2 separate regions of the Rattus norvegicus genome follow, and region 1 is linked to region 2. The links are chromatin contacts, called in public Hi-C maps. All regions are on one chromosome and are shown on one strand. Each heading gives the region's core, a stretch centred on a gene start, on an enhancer-like site or on the middle of the called end of the contact. The rest is flanking DNA. Distances are from core to core; before and after follow the strand shown.

Region 1 (3,798 bases), core at 1,077-3,576, 800 kb after region 2:
TGAATACCATTTTAAAAATATGTGTTTTGGGTTTTTTGTTTTTTGTTTTTTGTTTGTTTTTTTTTTGTTGTTGTTGTTGAGCCAGTCAGCAGTGCCCTTTCAGGTCTTCTGCTTCATTTCCAGCCTTCAGGTTCCTGCTTGAATTCCGGCCCTCACTTCCCATGATGCTCGGGGGAAGTGTAAACCAGATAAACACTTCCCAAGTTGATGTTGGCCAGTGCTTATCACAACAACAGAAATAAGACTAGAACACTCTGCCAGTGTGACATTCTCAAAGGGCAAATTAATAAGAACGCTATGTTAAAAAAATAAAATGAATTCTCTCTGCATTTTGCTACTCATACATTAAATAGATAAACAAACAAACGAACAAGCAAGCAAGCAAACAAGGACTAAATGTTACATTCTCATGAAACCCCAGAATAAATGCCCGGAATATTCCATATAGTGACTCTAGCTTTCAAAAGAATGTTTGAAACAGAACTCTTTCCACTTTATTGCGTTGACATTAGGCCCCGGTTCTGCCTCCCAGGCCTATGCTCCCAGAAGTAAGACCATTTATTTTAACCTACATCTTGCCACATGGCTGGTTACCTATGCTCAGGTACCATGTGTCCATTTCCTCACCTCTTTTGGGCTCCTCTCCCCCTGCCTCTATGTCTCCCAGAATTGTTTCTCCACAAACCACCCCTCCCCACAGGTCTTCTACTTCTATTTCTTTCCTAAGCCGTAGGCTGTTTAATTGATGGGTAAGGTATCTGTACAATGCACAAGACACTCTGTGGTTCCCCTTTTCACTTCAATATAAAGCACTTTTTCCTTCAAACATAAATCGAATATGATTATATAACGATTATGAAAACCCTAAGGCATGATGTACGTTTATAATGTCCATTCTATTTATACTTGGCAATTTAGATAAAGCACTTTTGTACCTAAATCATTTTCGATTTAACTTGTTTTACCATCCCAAAAGCATCTTTTAAAACCTAGAACATCTTTCTGAATGTTAAACAACTTAAGCTTAATTGACAGACTGTAACTACGTGGTCTTTAATACTCTACTGCACCCAGGGACATGCCCATGTAGTAGTTTGTATGATGATTCCAAACCTCACCAAGCTGACAACCAAGACTGACCGGTGCAACAAGCTTCCGGGTGTCCCGAAGTAACTTCTGAAGCTACTCCAGGCAGCAGGGCAGAGCTGGCCTTGGCCACTGGCTGTGATGTGAGGACTCTCTCCCTCCTTCCCAACTACTACCCCAGGTCTCATAAGTTGAAGAAATCCGAGCATGGCTGTAAGATAAAAAATACGGGGGGGGGGGGGGTTTGGGGATTTAGCTCAGCAGTAAAGCCCTTGCCTAGGGAGCGCAAGGCCCTGGGTTCGGTCCCCAGCTCCGGAAAAAAAAAAAAAAAAAGAAAAAAAAATACGGGACAACCAATTAAAATCCAATTTCAGATAAAAATTAATCTCACTGCGATATTGCCTGGGGCACACACACCAAAATTTTATTGGAGATCTAAATGAATGGGGGCATCTGTGTTTTTGTATTTGTGAAAACAAGTAAAACTAGGGGAGGTTTTGTTGTTGTTGTTGTGGGTTTTTTTTTCTTTTCTTTCTTTCTTTTTTTTTTTTTGCTATGTTCTCTCCATATTCTTTCAATCTTTTAGAACATAGCACATACTCTAGGATCCACCACGAACTATCTGTCTTTATGCAAGTTTGTCTGTCATGCTTCTGGGCACTGTTGCCAAATCCCAGTAGCACCTGCCTCACTCTCCATCTCTGAAAGTCTTTCCATGCTCACTATCCCAGTGTATCAAACATGGCCCTTTCAATACTTTTGCTTCCAATTTCATTTTCTTTCTCACTTCAGAGCACACAGTTCACAGAGTCATAGGCAAATACTCATTGACCATTGACGGATTGATTTATTTATTTATTTATTTATTTATTTATTTATTTATTTATTTATTTATTTTAAGGAAAAAACAGTTCTACAAAGATAGCAAATTAGGTAGCACTAATTAGAATGGAGTTGTGAACCGGTGAATAAATGAAAGAATGAAACGGGGGAAACCTCCTTCGCTCAGCACTCATATTGGACATCCTGCCTGTCAGAGATACATCTTTAACTCCTTCGAATGTTTTCTACAATGTCACAGAGAGAGAACAAAGGGACAACGACAGCACACCCCATAAACGCAACGACTGTTGGTGTAGTGGCGCAGTGGGAACTGCAGCGACCACTTCAGGCCCCGTTTGGATTTCCCAGCCTCCCTAACCGGAAGTCGCTGGCTGCCGGAAATGACGTCGCAGCCTTTCGCGCTCGCGGGAAAACTCGTCTGTCTTGGTGACGGGCTCGCCGGTGGGGCTGTGAAGCAGCCATGAGCCTCTGGGTGGACAAATACCGGCCGAGCTCCCTTGCACGGCTGGACTATCACAAGGAGCAGGCAGCACAGCTGCGCAACCTGGTAAGCCGACCGGGAGGGCGAAGGCTGCCCGGCTCGGCTCTTCCTGCACAGCCGGGGAAGGGAGGAGACGGGCGCCCCAGTGTCAGCGAGGGGATCAGAGTGACGAGTTCCTCAAAGTGCAGTGTTTTTGCTGCGTGGGTTCCCATGAGTTTGGTGTGAGGACCTGAAGAAGGCCAGTGTAATGGAGAATAATGAGCAAGGACCGGCTGTAGGGGGCGGGGATGGGGATGTGCCCCGGCGTCTGTGTCTCTGCAAGGGCCAGATAGGCGCTTCTGCTACAGGTTTGTTTTTGTTTTGTGATGCATACACTAATTTAAAATAGAACATTATACTCTGTTTATACAAATACCTGTTTTCCTTCAGTAGCGTTGATGTTCAGTTTCCTAAAGGCAAGATACACCGTCCATGCTAATAGTACTCTTTCGTTTGATAGAACTGTTATTGCTGCCTTTTCCATAGCTTCGCATCAACCCCGTTCTAGTGTGAAGTTCTTCTATATCTCCCAAGTGAACTTACAAGGAAATCAGTGCACCTACGCCTGAGCAAGAGGACCAGTTTTGGGGTACCCGGGCCAGACAAGCATATGTCTTAGTTAAGAGATGTATTTCACCTTTGGTCACCCCTTATTTTCAAACGGGCCCTTCAGATAGCTTACTTAGGGAGTTCTAACTTTTAAGCATTTAACATGCCTTGTGTGTTCTGTGTTGTGCATGTAAGTTAGATTAAATTAGTGTCCAGAGTTTGGTACATATTTTCTTGGAATTGGATGATAAACTGAGTGTCTTGGTATTTTAAAAGTAGTTTAGCTTGGCTCACCTACTTTAAGTAGGATCGAATGTCTTGTTCTTTTGTCCTTAGGTGCAGTGTGGAGACTTTCCTCACCTCTTAGTATATGGACCATCGGGTGCTGGAAAAAAGACAAGAATTATGTGTATTCTACGTGAACTTTATGGTGTTGGGGTGGAAAAACTGAGAATTGAGCATCAGACTATCACAGTAAGCATCTCCGGTTGAGGCTTAGCAGCTGTTTCTGGTGGGGATTTTCAATCCTGGTCATGTGTCTACCTCTCCCACCACTGACCCCCTAGTGTGTGACCTAAGAAGTTGTGTGCCTGTGTGCTCATGTTTGTGAAGGCGGGGTGCATAGTAGAACTGGCGGCTGCCAGTCCTCTCTCATTTTGTTTAAGAGAAATGTTCCCTTGCTATCCCCCGAGTCCAGCTGGCGGACCTGGGAGGGAGCTTATGGAGATTCTCCCATCTCTGCTTCCCGCCGCTCTGTGAGGTCCCCGGTATCACAGACAGTTGCATTTGTACTAGTGCTA
Region 2 (3,822 bases), core at 194-2,693:
ATTACAAGCCTATCTTTAACCAATCCACTCTAGAGTTTAGGAACCTAAATTTGGAAACTTAAATCCATATTGTGTGTATTTATATGTGTATGTATAGATCCAGAATTGAACATGTGTTTCTAAATTGAATTTAAACATGAATACCTTCCTGTTTAAAAATCACCATGTCTTTTGGAGTATAAGCTTCAATTTCCAAACTTCAATCATCTCTCTTTAGCATCCAAATACCAGATCAACTAAAATGCAGCCTTGGGGGCCTTTTCCTTTCAAGTAGTGTAAAAGCAGTTCCCAATTGAGTGTAAGAATTTGAAAAAAAAAAAAAGTTTTGAGTTTCAGTGACGATACAAATTATGCTCAGGAAAAATAATCAGGAAACTTTAAAAATCAAAACATTCAACTTTTCTAGTAGTTTCTCTAACTTAAAAAGTTCACTTTTCAGGCAGGGTGGTTTATGGCTGTAAACACTAGCGTTTGGGAGATGGAGAAAGGAAGATCAGGAGTTTACAACCAGCCTGGACTACAGAGTAAGTTCAATTACCCAAGACCCTGTCAATAAACTAACTTAATTAAAATTACACTTCTCTTGACAGGCCATGGTAGCTCAAACCTGTAATGCTGTCAATGGGAGAGTTCCAGTCCAGTATGGGCTGTCTACACAAATGGCTTCCATAGCAACCTGGTTTAGAGAGACTATGCCTTAAAAAAAAAAAATCACAACTTCGCTTCTCCTATCTTTTTTTTTTTTAACCGTTAAGAAACCAAAAGCTCTCTTTTAGTCAGTACTTCACTCGGCCTGCTCTTGGAAGCAAAACTAAAACCCCCACAAAGTAGGGAATAAAGGAGACAGGCCATTAGCAGAGATGAAGGAAGCTCCAACTGCGGAGAAAGCCATTTTCCCGGAAACAGCCCCCACCTCAGCCACATCCTCCCATTTCCTCATTCTAACGTCAGAGATACCCGAGGAAGAGCAGAGGGTGCACTAACATCGCCAGTACCCTACCTGGGCCCCCAGGCCTCCTGACCCCTAGGCAAGCTGCCAGGACAGAGGCGTCCCAGCTTCTCCGTCCCTAAGGAAAACGTCAAGATCCCTTCTAAGAATCCGGGGAGGCCTCGAAGGCTGAAAGGTTTCTTTTGGGGCTTCCACGCTCACAAATAGAAAGAATCGCGTCAAGCCACCAGTGAAAACTCGGCCGTTCACCTCAGATGAAACCGGAAATACCTCCCTTAACTACACCGGGACGCTTGCTCACCTCAAGCCACAGCTCTGTATGTACTTCCACCACCTTCCTCCCCAAGTCCTCCCCCAAAAAGAACTTCCGCGAATACACGAACCTCTGGGAAGTCGAGAGACCGTCCAAAACGTAGCTACTAAACGGAGCTGGAAAGAGACGCGAGACTGGAGCAGTTCCATACACAAGATGGCCGCCACCTCTTGGATTACCCATGCAGCACCGCGGGCTCACGCCAGGCATTATGGGGATTGAAGTCCGGCGTTCCCTGCAATCCTAGTTTACCTCGTGCCACCGAGACTCAGTCTTCCAGAGTCCATTGCATGACGCCTGTGCTATTTTGGCCACAAACGTAGACTCAGTCTTGTTCCCAGTCCTGGAGTTGGGGAAGTTAGTTAAAGAAACACCAACTTTGTAAAGGCAGCGACGTTCTCTGGCGTTCGCGACTAAAGGAAAAGAACAAGAGTGCTTGGCGCCCCCAGGTGGATGCGCAAGCCTCTGTGGTGAGTGAACAGTTTTCGGGCTTTTTAAGAGACAAAAGAATCAGACTAGGCTTCAAAGGAGAAAACATTTTGTATAACGGAATTCGGTTGCTATGGTTTCTCAGAAAGTAATTATACTTTCTGAAACTCCCACTCTTTGTTTCATTTGGACCCCCACAAGAAAATCGGCCATCTCGTATTCGAATAGGTCTTGGCTCCAACACAATAATGTTTTAATTTGAAAGTATAATAGCTAAAAGTCACAGTGTAGAATATTTACATTAGAATGCTTAACACCATTATTATGACCCAGAGGGCTCACAACCTATCCTCTTGCAGGATCTTCTTGAAATACAATTTTTACAGCAACTTTTGTTTCCTCGTATTTAGCTTCAAGTTCTGCATCATTTTTATAAAAATAAACACTTAAAAAATTACTATGTGTTTTATCTGAGTAAACACACACACACACACACACACACACACACACACAGAGTGAGTGTCTGGTGCACAGGAAAACCAGGAGTGTGTCAGATCTCATGGAAACCAGGTTGACCTTAAATGCCATATAAGCCAAGGTAATTTCACCTAGAATTTAGAATTTCTGATTCTCCTGCTTGGATTACAGGCCTGCACCTCTATACCCACCCTAAGGGAAACATTTTTCTTTTTGACATTCATGGTGATGTCATCTCATTGTAATATCTTACATTTTAATAACATGTCATTGAAAAGTTAAATAGTAGGAATACTTTTATTTTCTCATTTTTCCTTGCACATGCTGAGCTGGCAGTTTTCTACTGCCATAACTCCTGGCCAGTATTGGGTCCTGGGGATTGAGTTCAGGTTGTCCAGGCTTAGCAGTGAGTGCCTTTATCTACTGAGCCCTCTCACCAGCCCAAATAAAATTTCAAAGATGAAGTTTCCATATACTTCCTGTGTTGGTCCATTTAAACTGTTAAAAATGCCTTTCTTTCATTTTTAAGTATTAGAAATCTAGAGGTTGGGGATTTAGCTCAGTGGTAGAGCGCTTGCTTAGCAACCGCAAGGCCCTGGGTTCGGTCCCCAGCTCCGAAAAAAGAAAAAAAAAAAAGTATTAGAAATCTATTCCCATAGTTTTTTTTTTTTTCTTTTTTTCGGAGCTGGGGACCGAACCCAGGGCCTTGCGCTTGCTAGGCAAGTGCTCTACCACTGAGCTAAATCCCCAACCCCTATTCCCATAGTTTTGGAGGTTACAAAGTCCAAGATAATTTGTGAGGGCATCTCCTTGGGTATAAATACTGCATCTTCTAGCCATTTCTCCTATCTCTCAACATGGACAGACAGGGCAAACAGCACCTTCTAAATTTATGTGTGTGTGTGTGTGTGTGTGTGTGTGTGTGTGTGTGTGTGTGTGTGTGTAAAAGTATGTGTGAGCATGTGCATTCGCGTATATACCATTACGCTTGTGTAAAGGTCAAAGGGCAACTTTTCAGGAGTTGGTTCTCTCCATCCGCCTTACTTTGAGGCAGGATCTCTCTTGTTTTATTGTTGTACTATGTCTCTCTTGTTTTATTGTTGTACTATGTATTCTAGGCTAGCTGGTCTCCTGTACACTTCTGGCTGATTCTCCTGTCTGTATGGTCCACCTTGCAGTAGGTGCCACCTCACCCAGGTTCCTATCATGGCTTCTGGGGATTGAATTCGGGTCATCAATTGGGCCCTACACATCCATGTGGGCTCTTCAGCAATGAGTTTATCACCCTTAATGCTATCAGTTGGTGACTGAGTTTCAAATGCGAAGGGGAAGGACACATGTAGACCACACTATCTCTGCCCAGAGATGAGAGGATCTAAAGAATACCCCCAACAAAGCAGAGTGAGTTCTAGAGAGTCAAATGTCATAAAACCTGGAGAGGTACTTGAGGGAGGGACAGTGACAGTGGACACTTATTGAGAGTTATGAGTGTTAAAGAAAGGTCAGAGTAAAGAGGTGAGAGTGAAGAAGAAAAGGCCGTTCATAAGAGCATTGTGTAAGAGAGAGAAAACCCATTTACTTCTGGAAGCAAAGAAAAGCTGGATGAGTGTCTTGGCCTGCTTCTCCAATCCCATTTTCTACCCTCCTATTGTGA

What was found. A called contact is a pair of places that touch in the nucleus more often than the background predicts.
Region 1: a contact with region 2 is called in a Hi-C map of liver, with 3 times the contacts expected there. The contact joins the promoter of Rfc3 here to the promoter of N4bp2l2 in region 2. A contact is called at or near these places in 7 of 12 Hi-C or Micro-C datasets (the A7r5 cell line, the Rat2 cell line, Schwann cells and 4 more).

What each region holds. Positions count from the first base shown.
Region 1 is chr12:5,834,242-5,838,039 of GRCr8, forward strand. Rfc3 (replication factor C subunit 3) reads left to right here and starts at 2,327. Exons shown (of 9, transcript NM_001009629.1): 1 at 2,327-2,476; 2 at 3,335-3,472. The coding sequence starts at 2,390.
Region 2 is chr12:5,034,233-5,038,054 of GRCr8, forward strand. N4bp2l2 (NEDD4 binding protein 2-like 2) reads right to left here and starts at 1,444. Exons shown (of 6, transcript NM_001005533.2): 1 at 1,333-1,444.